Regions from separate parts of the Mus musculus genome. Here regions 2, 3 and 4 are each linked to region 1. A link is a contact called in public Hi-C and promoter capture Hi-C data. All regions are on one chromosome and are shown on one strand. Each heading gives the region's core, a stretch centred on a gene start, on an enhancer-like site or on the middle of the called end of the contact. The rest is flanking DNA. Distances are from core to core; before and after follow the strand shown.

Region 1 (3,238 bases), core at 248-2,747:
CTAGCCCAGAGGCCCTGGGGAACGCCCAGACAAGGCATAACTACCAATGTTGCACGGAGGAGGGGCTGCTTTTGCCTTGGGCAAGCTGGGATGGGTCCCCCCAATCCCATGGGCCCATGGCATCTATGACTAGGTTCTGAGGCTGGCTTTGTTTTTTTTTTTTTTTCTAAGTGAAACAGGGTGACAGCTGGGCTGGGGCCCTTCCATGTAGTCACCCCAGCCGCAGCCACAGCCCTCAGCAAATTCACGGGACAGGTGATGTGACTTCTTCCCTCCTTGGCTTCCTGGATGGTCCCTGGTGGGCAGGGTTAGGCATCCTCAGGGACCACACAAGCCACCAGGAGAGGTCCTGGCCTGGCTCGGGAGACCCTGGTGTCTGTTGTCTCCCTGGGGCTGAGTCCGAGAGGAGGGGGCGCGGCTGGGGACCCTCCTGACCGGGGAAGCCGGCGTAACAGGTGGGCGAAGGTCCACGGCCAGGGCCGGCGGGGTCCGCAGATGCGGGAGGAGGAACCGCCAAGGTTTTTCCAAAGGACAAGCGGCCCCGCGGTCCTGGTTCTCGGCCCGCGCACCAGCAGAGCCGTGGCGCGGTGCGGGCCGCCGGGCCCGCCCCAGCTACCGCAGGGTCCCCAGCTCTCCGGGTGGACACCCCGGGACAGCCCGCACAGGGCTCTGGGGCCTGGCGCAACCGCGCGGCCCGCAGCAACTGGTGTCTCTCCGGGGCGCAGCTCCGCCCTTCCCGGGAACAAAAGCCGCCGCCCGCGCAGGAGCTCCTGGCGCGCGGGCCGAGAAGGGGTGCGGGGCGCGCCTCGGGGAGCGGAGGCCTGGAAACGGGGCGCCCCAGAGGACGCCCCCAAACTTCCCAGCTCTCCCGTGCGGTTGTTCCGGGCGGCGGCGGCGCTTGCCCTGCGGGGACCCGGGTGCGGGGAGGGGGCGAGCGGCCGGCGACTGGGAAACTTACTGCAGTCGTCTGACTCGTAGCCGTCGACGTCCGGCTCGTCCTCGGGGGGCTTGGCGGGCGGCCTCGCGGGGCTGGGGCCGGGGCTGGGGCCTGGGCTGGCTCCGTAGGCTCCGAAGAGCTGGTCCACATCTTCGTCGTCGTCGCGGGCGCCGTCGGAGGGGCTGCGGGGGCTGGCGCTGGCTGCGGGAGAGCGCGCGGGGGCGTCCGGGGGCGCGGGGGCGCGGGGCGCGGCGGTAGGGGGGAGGCCCCGCGGGAAGCGGGGAAAATAATCGGAGATCTGCTTGATAGGCCGAATGGGGCCGGGACACACGTCGATGGCCATATGCTCCTGGATGCTGATGGTCGCCTTCTCCCCGCGCCGCCGGAGGGTCATGCAGGCAGCGCCGCGGCGCGCGGCCCGGCCCGGCCCGGTGTGACCCCGGCCCGGGGGCAAGTCAGCGGGTCCCGCGGGGCGCTGCGGGGGCTGCGGTCATCGCCAGCGTGGCCCCCGGACGGCCCTGACGCGGCTGCTGCCTGCTCGGCGGCGGCCGGTGCGAGTGAGTGCGGGGCCGGCAGCAGGGGGCGGGCCCAGCCCGCGTCACCCGGCAGCAACCAAGCGGTGAGTGTGCGGGCTGCGCGCGCGGGCGGGCGGGCTGGCGGGCACGGAGAGAGCGAGGGAGCGAGCGAGCCAGGAGAGCAACCACTTCCTCGCGCTCACACGGCGCGCTCACACACGCGGGAGACGCGCAGGGCCACTCGGAGCCTTTGCCTCACTTAGGCTCGCAGACTGGGTGCCAGCCCATGAGGGGCTGCATTCCACTCTCGTGCAGACACACACAGACACACAAATGTGTGTAGAGACACTCAGTGGAAAAGATCACCCATTCCGGGCTCCAGGCTACAGACACATGCACTGGTGGATGCTAAGGCATGGTGCACCTCCCCAGCATGCAAAATACATACAAGAGACACATGTTCGCAAGGATGCCCAGGGCAGTCTTCCGTGCTGGGCTCAACTCACAGAACCCATAATAGCCATAGAAGCCATTTGGGGATGTGGATAGGAACTCCTCAAAAAATCCCCTCCTTTGTAGAGGCAGGTAGGTAGGCCACAGGATTACCCTGCCAGGGAACAGGCTGTTTACTTCCTAGCAGGACAAGTGTACCCTGGGCTGTCCCAGGACACTGCTGGGACAGTCTGCTTACTTCCTCTCAGGTCACATGTAAACAGGAGCGTCTATGACCTGGGCCAGACTCCTCACTCAGTCCCTGAGTGGCTTAAAAGACCCAGAAGAACAGGCTGGGTGAGAACTTGGACCGGGGCATGGTCAGGATGGACAGAGGGAAGCAGGCCAGGCCAGGGATCTCCTGGGGTGATGACTGAGTTCAGGTGTAAAGGCAAGGTGCTGCCTGGCCCACACTTGTGCCTCCCATGCCAGGCAAATCCCTGCCGCAGTTCAGGGAACAGCTGTGCTGGGAGCAGGCTGCTGCGTGTGCAGATGCATCTCCAGTAAGCCCTGGGCCGGCGAGGATGGAACCCTGTTTACTCTGGTTTTCACTGACGCGTGGGAGAGGCTTATCATTTTTGGCTGTGTCCCTCTTTTGTCAAGGTTCTCAACCCATGGGCTGTGACCCCTTGGCGGACTGTCGATTTCGACCATGGGAAAACACAGAGATTTACATGGCAATTTATAACAGTAGGAAACTTACGCTTATGAAGTGGCAATGAAAATAATTTTACGGTTGGGAGTTGCCACAACACAAGGAACTGTATTGAAGGGTCGCAGCATTAGGAAGGTTGAGACCCACTGCCCTACTGAGTCTAATATGAGAGTGTCAACCCAGAACAGGCTGGGTGAGGACTTGGACTGGGGCATGGTCAGGATGAACAGAGGGAAGCAGGCCAGGACAGGGATCTCCTGGGATGATGACTGATGCAAGGTGAGGGCTGGAGCTAGGAGAGGAGAGGGCCTTCCCTGTTGCTCTCAGTTGCATCATTCAGGTGGGGTCATTGGAGCCCCTGTGTCTCAGTTTTCTCATCTGTCAAATGGGACTAATTCTGATTTCCCAGCAGTGTGGGGAGGCCCTCCATGAGCCTTGAGTATGACAAGATGACATGACTTCCTCATGATTCCTCCTTCCTGTTAGAGACTAGACTCACTGAGAAGAATGGAGAATTGTGTGGTTTCTTTCCCTTCTTTTTGGTTTTCCTGTTTTCTTTGTGGGACTGTGAGTTGAACCTGGGCTCTCTCATACACATTAGGCACACTCTAACCACTAAGCTGGACACCCCAGCCCTCT
Region 2 (3,238 bases), core at 282-2,781, 250 kb after region 1:
TTCTGGCTGAAGCCTCAAGTTAGATAGCCAGAGAAAATGGGCTACAGGACTCTTTCAATAAAGTCCTTTTCTTTTCACTGCAAGGGGTGATAGCATTCTACAGTTGGTCCTCTATACCTGTGGGTCACACAAGTGTGGTTTCAACCAAAGGCAGTAATAGTGTCTGGGAGGTGGGGAGGACTGGGCCTGTCTGAGCCTACAAACTAGTTTTTAAATTGTGACTAGTCCCTAAGCCACTCAGTGTTAACAACTATTTATTTCCAGGTATGGAAGTGCACACCTGTAGCTGAGAATCCAGCTTGGGTTATGAATTCAAGGTCAGCCTGGACCACATTGTGAGACTGTATTAAAACAAAACAAAACCACTATCAAAAACCAAAAACAACCCCAGCAACCCAACTATTTATGTAGTATTTACATTATATGAGGCACTATACATAGTCCAGAGGTACTCAGATTCAACTAAAGGATGTGCTGGGATTGTTTACACACACGGTGCTATTTTATAGAAGAGACAGAGTATCTGCATGGGGTGTGTGTGGTCCTGGAAGCAGTCTCCTGTGGATACTGACAGACAACTGTAATCACCTGTGTGGCTCCTAAGCATAGACCCAGCAGGCTCCTCTGCAGACTCACAGTTCAGTCTCTAGACATCTGCATTTCTCAGAGGGCCCCGAGGGAGTCTAATGCATTCCCCAGGTGAGGAAGAGGCTGTACAGAACATGCTGGATTCAGTCTTCATCAAGAAGACATTTAACATAACTCCTACTGACACCTATCTGCTGGCTCCTACGTGGTTTCTGACAGCGTGATACATCAAGTCAGTCACTTCGCTGCTGTGACCACTGACTGGGAGAAACAGCCGCTTGACCGCTCAGTACCACCATAGAGATTGGCTGGAAAACCAGCCTCTCATGAATGAGCCAAAAAGACAAGTTTAATAAGCTGTGTGCGCACAGCACACAGTACACAGTAGCCAGGGGTGGGAGGAGCCCACTGGCTTCAGCTCCCCAGGGTGGGTGGCAGGTGGCTGACTTGGCTGTGCTGTCTGGGGATAGCCACATGCCTGCTTTCCAATAGGGCAGCACAGAGGGGACCCCCAGCCCCCAGCTAAGGCCCAGTGAGCTTCTGCACTTGTCTGGGTTGTGATACATCCTGACCAAGGGCCACACATCTTTTCCTTGCTACTTGTTTTCTTTCTGATTAGAATTTAAACATGCTTAACACACGAGAGTGATTCCTCCTAGCAAGAACAGGCTAGGTGCTGATGAAGAAATGAGGCTCTAGGGCTGGTGTGTAGCCCAGGGGTTAAGAGAACAAAGGAGAGAAAAGGAAGGAGGCCCAGATCAGAGCTGAGCACTCTGATAGCCGGAGATAACCAGGCGAGCCTTCCTGCTGTGGCGATCATGCTCAAGAAGTGGGTCTGGGATCTGGGATCAAGTCTAGGGCCCAGATCTTTCTGTTCTAACAGCTAACACGTTTAGTACCAGGACGAAAGCTGTCAATAAAGGTGGTCACACTGAAGTTGTGGTCACATAACAGAGCCTTGGTTTCAAGAGCAGCGAGAGCAGGGTGACGTCTGCACTGGTAAGGTGCCTGTTTCCCGGAAGTGGGGTGACTCCCCTGCAGAACTGGATTTCAAGAGCTGGTGGTGGGCAGCACAGGCAGAAGAGCTGGGCTGTGCTCTGGGCTGTTTCCGGTTCTGAGCCTGGTGTGCACGGTCAGTATCATGGTGGTTTTTCTCAGCAGTAGTCATGATGTGCTGCTGTGGTACTACATCAGCCACCAGGTCTCAGGGCTCTGGAAAGTACTCTGGACTTGAAGCATCTGAGCGAGTGGGAAGTCAGACGGTCAGACTTACTCTTTTCCTTCCCACAGCTTCTGCCAAGAAAGCCCTTTCAAGGGAAATTCCCGGTATCTCTCAGCAGACAGTCTCCTTCCCAGGATCCAGGGCTAGACAATGTGTTCATGTGAACAGGGAGAGTGCCACAAAGACCCCGCCTCTAAGTCAGCTCTAGGTCTGCCTCCACACCAGCTCAGGAGCCCACCACAGGCAAGACCCCTGCTGCTCAGGCTGGGCACACCAGCACTCACACAGTCTGTCTCCTCCATGGGCAAGAGACTCAGTGGGCATCTCTCTTCTGGAGAGTACAGAGACATGGGAGAAAACAGGGGTAGCTTGGCCATGTTATGGAAGACAGCAGATTGAGTCCCAGAAACAGTTATTTACATGGAAAAGTGCTAATACTGCAGGGAATTGGTAAAGAGGCCAATATCCCACTCTGCCACCAGCCACTTGGCTCACTCAGGCCCCCAGGCCAATTCCAGAGACAGAGAGGGAAAAGGACCTCACAACACAGATGGAGAAAGAGGTAAGATCCAGGCTTCCTCAGCCAAGCTGCAGGCCCTGGCTGGTGTCGAGGGCTGAGTGGGGAGATGACATGGGTCAGTGACAACTCAACCATCACAGGCAGCCTGGGGACAGCAGGTAAACCACAGGGACCTTTCAACCACTGCTGCCCCAGCTTCAGGGATGGAGATAATCTAAAAATGCCTTTTAATAACACAGATTTCACTGAGCTTCCATGACTGAGATAGAAAATAAGACATGTTATGAGAGAGATACTTTAATAACCGTAATGTTCTCAGAGGCTTCAAGACTCAGGACTCAGTGTGAGGGTTTGCAGAAGTCGGCTGTTCAGGACTCTGGCCATGCCTTCCCACTCCTTACAGTCTCTTTTTAATCAGTTTCTCCAGTTTGCGGATTCGGGATGACTCCTGCTCCGGTGTTGGGGCAATCAGCGACAGGGTGCTGGAACCTTCTGTCCCCGAGGGCGGGGCAGGGAGCCTCTGCCGCAAAAGTTCCAGCATGCTGCTCTGCTCACTCCTCTTCAGCCCCTGAGAGGAAAGGGAGAGAAACTGGTCAGGCGGTGGCCCGCAGTGCCTGGCAGGAGTAGGAGGCACACTTGGGTCTTGCAGTTCGCTCAGACTGAGCTGTGCTGGGCTAACTGCATGATGCCAAGAACCCGAGGACCTTGCTTCCTTCAGGGGAATTCTGGTCCTGGGCAGCAGCCTGGAAGATAAAACTGAGGAAGGAGAAACAGGGAATGTGGAAGGAGAGGGGAAGGGTTAGAAAGAGGAGAAACAAAGGCAGAGGGAAGAACAATGCCCTATTCTTCCTTGCACCACATCCCATCTTCAGCTGGGCAGGGTGGTCTTCAGGATGCTGAAATCTGTG
Region 3 (3,238 bases), core at 399-2,898, 230 kb after region 1:
GAGGGTGTGCATGAGGTGAGGCCACAGAGCTCTCCTACAATTCCAAGACATCTTTCTTCTAGGTGTCCATACTGGTTTCTCCTGTCCTGCCTCCTTTGTATCCCCATCCCTGCTCCCCAGACAGACATTCCCTGGGTATCCAGGGGTGGGAGAGAGTCAGTGCGCTATTGGGTCAGCAGCAGTGATAAGATAGACCCACACAGAGACACTGAGCCTGGACACCAAGCCACAGGTTCTGGAAGAAGCCTGAGAAAGCTCCCCCAGGAGGCCACATAGTGAGGAAGGGCCACCAGGACTTGAATGGGAAAGGTGAGAGGGTCAAGGTTCATGTCAGGTGCAGGAATCCATGTCAGAGGCACCAGTGAGTGTCTGATCGGTGGTCAGAGCAGGAAAGATGAGAGAGACTGAAAGACCAAGCTGAAGCAAGTTTCACCTTGGAGTGGAAATAAAAGGTGCTGGTTTTTGCTGGGACAGGGTCAGTAGGTCAAGAAGGCCCCACACCAGCAAAGCTCCATTTTGGTCCTTAAGCATAACACTTGCCGCTGACCTCCCCATGGGAGGCACAGTCACAGCTCTCCTTCAGTCTTACTTTGAGCTTCTACTGTAGACAGGATGTGGCCTTTCTTGAGCTGTGCTCTGAATATCATCACCTGAACAGATCCCAAGACAAAACAGACTTGGGAGTTTTTCTTGCAAAGAGTTTAAAGGAAAAGAAGGAAAAGGATTAATACTTTCAAAGCCCTGGCCACCTGGAGGACGCTGATCTCATTAAGTGCAGAACACTGGCTGGGAAAAAAAGACCTACCAGACCCTGAAGACTCTTGTGTGTGACTAACCCCAAAGGCTGTGGTCCGCCTTGCGCCAGGAGCCCAGAGCACACCCCTCTCCCAGGTCCCGGCAGAGGGAGGCCGCTTTGGGAGCAAAGCCGCGGGGCGTGGGCCCCCCGGGTGGGGAGGGCCCGGGATCCCTGTCCGTGTCCCGGGAGCCCCACCCAGCCCGCCCCAGCAGGAATGTGGTCGAGCCGCAGCCTGGCAGCCTCGGGGGCCGCCACCTCGAAGGGAGGAGACCGCGGCTTGCCTCTCCCGGGGCTCCCGCGCCTCCCAGGCGATGACAATTTTCCAGCCACTGGCTCCAGCTGGCCAGGCTCTCTCGCTACGCTCCCGCCCCGGCTCCCGGCGATGGCCACGCCGTCTCGACGGGCGGGTGGCCGCACCGACTGCGAAAGCTGGAGACTCCCCGGGGAGGGCTGCGGGTGGGCCGGGACTGGGAGAAGTCCGCGCGGGAGGCAACTCACCGGGACTATAGGGGTCACCGCCGCATCGGGCTCCAGCGTCCCTGCGACCGGAGCGCGCTCCCCACCGCCGCCCGCCGTCGCTGCGAGCCCCCAGTGGCTGGGGCTAGGGCTTGGGGGCAGCCCCGAGTCCGGGCTGTCCAGGACGCCGTCGCCTTTTTTCTTCGTGTCCACGAGTTCAGGGACATCCTGCAGGCTCAGCCGGCCCACCATAGCTGCACGTGTGGCGGGACCGGGCACAGCCGCCGCGGTGTTGGAGTGCAAGAGAGGGCCGCACACGCGGGCCGGGGCCGCTGCCCTCCGGGCTGCCCTCCTTGCCCCGCCGCCGGCGCGTTGTCCGGGTGTCGCCAGCGGCCGCGCTCGTTCGAGGCCCCGCCCTCCGCCCCGCCCCGAGGGCTGGCCCAGCCGCGGTGACCGCCGAGAGGCCAAGCGCCAGGGGCCGCTGCGCTCCCGCCGCGCGCCGCCCAGCTCGTCCGAGCGCCGATCTTCCCGCGACGGGCCTCCCCTCCCACCTCCCCGGCATGCCGCGACTGGCAAAGCTGCGAGGCTTCGTCCGGCCCCGCACCCTGTCCCTATGGTCCACGGCGATCCTTGCTCCATGCACTGTCCCCCGGCCCCCGAGAGGTGCTAATATCTCTAGATCTGGCAGCCCAGAGCCAAGGAGTCCCAGTCTGCAGAGGCCGGGGGCGGGGGGGGGGGGGGGGGCGTGGGGAGAGAGGACGAGCAAACAACTGGAAATTATTAATACTTAATGCGCTTCGTATGGCTCCAGCGGCCTGTTGGCTCAGCAGGGCCTGCTCTGGCTCTCACGTCTGCCCCGGAGGAGAGAGGGCCTACTCCTCCGGACTCCCGGGGGCGTCGATCACTCCCTGGTCCCGGGCACAGCTGAACAGGCTGTGGCCAGTCCAGGCAGGGAAGTTCTGAGGGTGTCACAGGCTTGGATCTCCCAAAGAGACCAGCAAACAGAGCAGCTCTCTTAGGGAGTCAAGATTCCCCTTATGGAGGCCACAGTCTATTCACTCACAGGAACTTTCTCCCTCTGTCCTATCAGAGGGAATCTCTTCTACAAACAAAACAAAACCTAAACTCAACAGCAAACAGACTGTGGTCCTTCCTGATAGGTTTGACAGAGAAGCTCTTCTTCAGTGGGAAGTAATTGAGTTGGGGTGTGCCTAAAATCATTGTCTTTTCTTCTTTCCTTTCCTTTCCTTTCCTTTCCTTCCCCTTCCCCTTCCCCTTCCCCTTCCCCTTCCCCTTCCCCTTCCCCTTCCCCTTCCCCTTCCCCTTCCCCTTCCTTCCTTTCTTTCTTTCTTTCTTTCTTTCTTTCTTTCTTTCTTTCTTTCCTCTCATGGAGATGTCCCGGGGTCAACACCAAGTGCCACGTGCTCCACCAGAAGTCTTCCCTGGATCACCTTCGTGGTCCAATCCACATCTTTGCAAGAACAAAGAACATCTGTCCTGCTTGGGGCAGATTTGTTAAAATATATATATATATATATATATATATATATATATATATATATATATATGTTCAGAGTGACTAGATCTACCAGCAAAGTTCAGTCCTCCTTTCTCTCTACCCATCATTTTTGATACGGAGAGAGAAGGGCTTGCCTTTAATCATGTGATGGATAGAAGGCAGCTTGCTAGGAACAGAAAGCCAGGGTCATTCCTTCTACAGAGGATACATCCTGTAGGGGGCTGGACTGGGAGGTTGTTCATTCATTCAGGGGTGGTGGGAATAGGTTACAAAAATCTACAGTGTACAGTACTGGACAAGTGTCTAATGCAAGGACAATCTGAGGTGTCACACTTCCCTACCCCTGTTGACCTCAATATCTGTACACCTTGCAGAACTGGACCCCCACATCAGAGGAGAAACCTCTGTGCTTTCTGAGGGTGTGAAAAGTGGACTGGTCAGACTGGGAGAGATGACCAGGAAGGTAG
Region 4 (3,238 bases), core at 211-2,710, 150 kb after region 1:
TATATGTTTTCATTTTAATCCCGGGTGTGGGGTGTGGGGCTGCCTCGGATTGTCCACAGCGGCTATGATTTGGCCTCGTGCTCTGGAAGGGGGTCCATGATTTTGCCAGCTGCAGATAGTTTCTGCAATTGCCGTTTGTAATTCTGGGAGCTTTTCAGAGTCTGTAAATGCTAAGGCCCCAGAAGGTGGGTTGTTGGTTAGTCGCTGTTGGTCACAGTTTAAGTGATTGTACATGAAAAAGAAACAAGAAGAAGAAATTAGATGTCCTGATGGCAAAGATCAAACTTTCCCCAAGGAACTCGACGTCCCTAATCAGCAGGATGTAGTCTAAGGATAACATCATCCCCTTTCCCCGGCCCTGGCTTTATTCAGGGGATCTTTCCTTTCTTCCGTATCCTTTGTTTCTCTCTTATCTAGTGTTAGGTGGTAGAAAGGGTGGAAGAAAAGGGATGGAAAAGGGAGGAAGAAAGAAGAACCCACAAAGGAGTTGAAGATCAGCTACAGGGTTTCATGTAGCATGTACATCCTAAATAAATAATAATGTCTGCCTGGAGCATTACGCTTAGGACAGTGGAGCAGCCCTTGTTTCATAGTGGAAATGGTCAGTTAGTGTTGTCCACCGTGGGTGCTGGAGGAGAGCATGGCGCCTGCGTACCATGTGCTTTCCATGTTTTCTGCTACACATTTCACTCCTCACTGAGGGCCAGGTGAGAGATTGCCTTCAGATCTAATGTGGCTGGGGTCTCTCTCCTTACAGATCACACAAACTGCATCACAGATATTTCTTCCTGCCTTGATTACCCATCAGGGTAAAAGTCTGACTCATAGTAAAGTGTATTAAACGCCATGGCCTGACTCTCTGTCTCTCTGTCTCTGTCTTTCACTCAGTATATATATATATACACACACATAAACATATATATTCTAAGTCTCCCCTGCTTTTGACATTTGGTTAATCTCTATTTTTTTCTGATTTTTTTATGGGCTTCTATTTAATTACATAACCTCACAGAAACAGATAATATAAATGTGTCTGTGCACATACTATTATCTATACTCTATACCCAGGTCTGATACATAGCATCAACTTTATCTTATTTTTTTTATAAATACATATTTGTATATTTCTTATATATGACACATGGAGAAACAAAGCATATATTCTCTGGGCATTTTCAGTTTTTACATGCAACATGGTGGAGTACTGAGTGGATAGATACGAATATAGATGGATAATGGGAAAAACAGCAAAATAGAAAGCACCGTTTTTCCTTGAAAATGTCAGAGTACAGTTGGGCTCAGGGAAGAACAGGGTACCAGTGGTCAGATGCCAGGCTAGTCATGAGGAGCTTGTCAGCAACTCTACTGGGAGCAGGAAACGACCCACATAGCCACCCCTCCCCGCCCAGGCACTCTGAGGTTTTATCAACCCTCTAACACAGCCTGCCCCCATCCCTTCCACTCAGCAGCAAATTAAATGCAGAGGTTGGTGACTGCGAGTCTGCACCAGCTCCCTGCACAGGGCTGACAATTAGTATTGGAAGCAACATTCTAGAAAGACAACAGCACCGGGCCATGAATAATGAGACAGCAAACTATGCGGACTCCTTATAGATGCTGACAGAATTCTAAGTGAAGAGAGCCCCCAACCTGCGTCTGCATTCAGACTGGCCCTGTCCCCCTCTGATGTCTGAAAGCAGCCACAGACTGGAGAACTCCTGTGCCTTGCTTCTCCCAGCAAGAGAGCAAACCCCAGCTAAGATCAATCACACTGCTCAGGACCAGAGACTCGGCCCCCAGCATGATGGGCTCGTCCTGGCAGCCTCCTGACCCCGTGTACCCACAGAAAGAGTGCCACAGTGTGTGGCCCCTGTGGGCCAGCTGAAAGAGGAGGATGAGCCAGGGCAGGAAGCAGCAGGCCAGTGCCAGCAGGTGCCCCTCACACAGCCTCCCACAGACTTCACAGCCAGTTCCCATCCCCTTCAGTCCCCAGTTATAAGCCTATTTTATTCCAAGATCACCAGGGCTCTGCATTTCAAACAGCAGGTGAAAAGGAGACAATGGCCGGTCTGCGGGCCTTTTCAATAAAATTTTCAGGAGGACACACAGGCCAGGCCTTTCTTTTCTGAGGGGAACTAACAATTTGCAGAGGTAGTCTGACTTTCTAGAATTTTACCTGCCCGGTAAAGGGCCAAAAAGAGGAGAAGGGGAGAGGGAAGGTTGTGTCTGCCAATGGATTCAAGTGACAGAACCTTGTGTAGTTAGTCCCTCAGAGCAAGACAGATGGAAGTGCTGAGTTTATCAAGTAGGAGTAAGGGAGAACCTAGAATCGGGTCTGATGGCCTAGCCACCACCAGGCATGGCCTCAGAAGCTCTGACTTTACACTGTGACTACCCAGCCCCCTCAGGCCATACCCAGGCCAAGTTAGCATATCTAAGTCCCTCCCTTATTAACCTGAGAACTTGTGGGGTGACAGTGGGGGGCTAGGATGAAGTTTAGTGGTAGCGCATTATGAGCAAGCATGAAGTCCTAGGTTAGATCTCCTGCAGCAAAGGCCTGGGGCTGTGGGGGACGAGTTGACACTGAACCATATGTTCAGCCATGACAAACAGGGTCTGCAGGGTTAAGAGGGAAGGGAGCCAATCCAGAGATGAAACAGCCAGGAAGCAGACACCTGGCTTCTCTCTAGAACGCATGCCCCATTCAGTCCTCCGTGGTCGGGGTGTACAGAGCAACCTCAGCTTTGTAAGTTGCTCCAGTGCCTGACGTCCTTCTTTTTGTTCAATTGTCACCATGTGTCACCAGCCCGGGCCAGCCACAGGTACCTAGCAGCCTGCTTCATATGACACGCTGCCCCTGCAACCCAGAGTAAAGATGACCTGGGGGTGTTCAGACCAGCACTAGGGGGAGCAGAGGATTTGTGTACCAGGCTGGCTGCCAGGCAGATCTGTCTCCACTAGCAAGGTGACCTTGAACACCAAACCTTCTGAAGTGCAGCTTTTTAAAGTGTTTGGGCTGCAGCTGCCTCCCCAGATCCTCCTCTGTACCCCCTGCAGACAGCCAGTCATCCTGGCTACCGGCTCAATGAGTGTCCCAAAAGGCCAGTCCCAACATGCAGCTATGGGCTTGAAATGGCCCCAGTCGCTTCCTATTGCTGTTTCTATAAAACCAGAAATTTCCTACACACTTGGGGCCTCTGCATGTCCTTTAATGTCACATTCCTCCCTTGGGCCTCCA

The links. Promoter capture Hi-C pulls out the DNA fragments that hold promoters and counts their contacts. Hi-C and Micro-C count contacts between places; a contact is called where the count stands out from the background.
Region 2: a contact with region 1 is called in a Hi-C map of CD8 T cells, with 3 times the contacts expected there. The contact joins the enhancer-like site here to the promoter of Doc2b in region 1. A contact is called at or near these places in 19 of 39 promoter capture datasets (the 3T3-L1 cell line, 3T3-L1-derived adipocytes, the HPC-7 cell line and 11 more), 2 of 15 datasets of contacts at CTCF or cohesin (embryonic stem cells and pro-B cells), 4 of 484 Hi-C or Micro-C datasets (CD8 T cells, bone marrow-derived macrophages and cortical neurons), 7 of 115 datasets of contacts at active chromatin or transcription factors (cardiomyocytes, embryonic basal ganglia, embryonic forebrain and 4 more) and 2 of 9 other capture datasets (embryonic stem cells and liver).
Region 3: a contact with region 1 is called in a promoter capture Hi-C map of embryonic stem cells. The contact joins the promoter of Rflnb here to the promoter of Doc2b in region 1. A contact is called at or near these places in 21 of 39 promoter capture datasets (the 3T3-L1 cell line, 3T3-L1-derived adipocytes, the C10 cell line and 12 more), 2 of 15 datasets of contacts at CTCF or cohesin (embryonic stem cells and pro-B cells), 9 of 484 Hi-C or Micro-C datasets (the 3T3-L1 cell line, the N1E-115 cell line, bone marrow-derived macrophages and 4 more), 14 of 115 datasets of contacts at active chromatin or transcription factors (craniofacial prominence, differentiating embryonic stem cells, embryonic basal ganglia and 8 more) and 2 of 9 other capture datasets (adipose tissue and embryonic stem cells).
Region 4: a promoter capture Hi-C map of the C10 cell line shows a contact between it and region 1. The contact joins the enhancer-like site here to the promoter of Doc2b in region 1. A contact is called at or near these places in 16 of 39 promoter capture datasets (the 3T3-L1 cell line, the C10 cell line, the HPC-7 cell line and 10 more), 2 of 484 Hi-C or Micro-C datasets (bone marrow-derived macrophages and embryonic fibroblasts), 14 of 115 datasets of contacts at active chromatin or transcription factors (SST interneurons, cardiomyocytes, craniofacial prominence and 11 more) and 3 of 9 other capture datasets (adipose tissue, liver and pancreatic islet).

The regions. Positions count from the first base shown.
Region 1 is chr11:75,794,563-75,797,800 of GRCm38.p6, forward strand. Doc2b (double C2, beta) reads right to left here and starts at 1,498. Exons shown (of 9, transcript NM_007873.3): 1 at 959-1,498. The coding sequence starts at 1,331. It overlaps Gm12339 (predicted gene 12339), which reads left to right and starts at 1,247. Exons shown (of 4, transcript NR_136933.1): 1 at 1,247-1,556.
Region 2 is chr11:76,043,685-76,046,922 of GRCm38.p6, forward strand. Vps53 (VPS53 GARP complex subunit) reads right to left here. Exons shown (of 22, transcript NM_026664.4): 22 at 2,542-2,898. The coding sequence ends at 2,728. Among named protein-coding and RNA genes, the nearest start is that of Rflnb, 18 kb to the left of the region's middle. Within about 2 kb of position 1,532, at least 10 of the 459 cell types and tissues checked have an H3K27ac peak or open chromatin away from gene starts, as enhancers often do. A contact at or near this core is called in CD8 T cells, where this site is marked.
Region 3 is chr11:76,026,134-76,029,371 of GRCm38.p6, forward strand. It overlaps Rflnb (refilin B), which reads right to left and starts at 1,649. Exons shown (of 3, transcript NM_029658.1): 1 at 1,295-1,649. The coding sequence starts at 1,504.
Region 4 is chr11:75,944,506-75,947,743 of GRCm38.p6, forward strand. It overlaps a transcript of Rph3al not described here. Among named protein-coding and RNA genes, the nearest start is that of Rph3al, 35 kb to the left of the region's middle. Within about 2 kb of position 1,461, at least 22 of the 459 cell types and tissues checked have an H3K27ac peak or open chromatin away from gene starts, as enhancers often do. A contact at or near this core is called in SST interneurons and stem cell-derived epiblast-like cells, where this site is marked.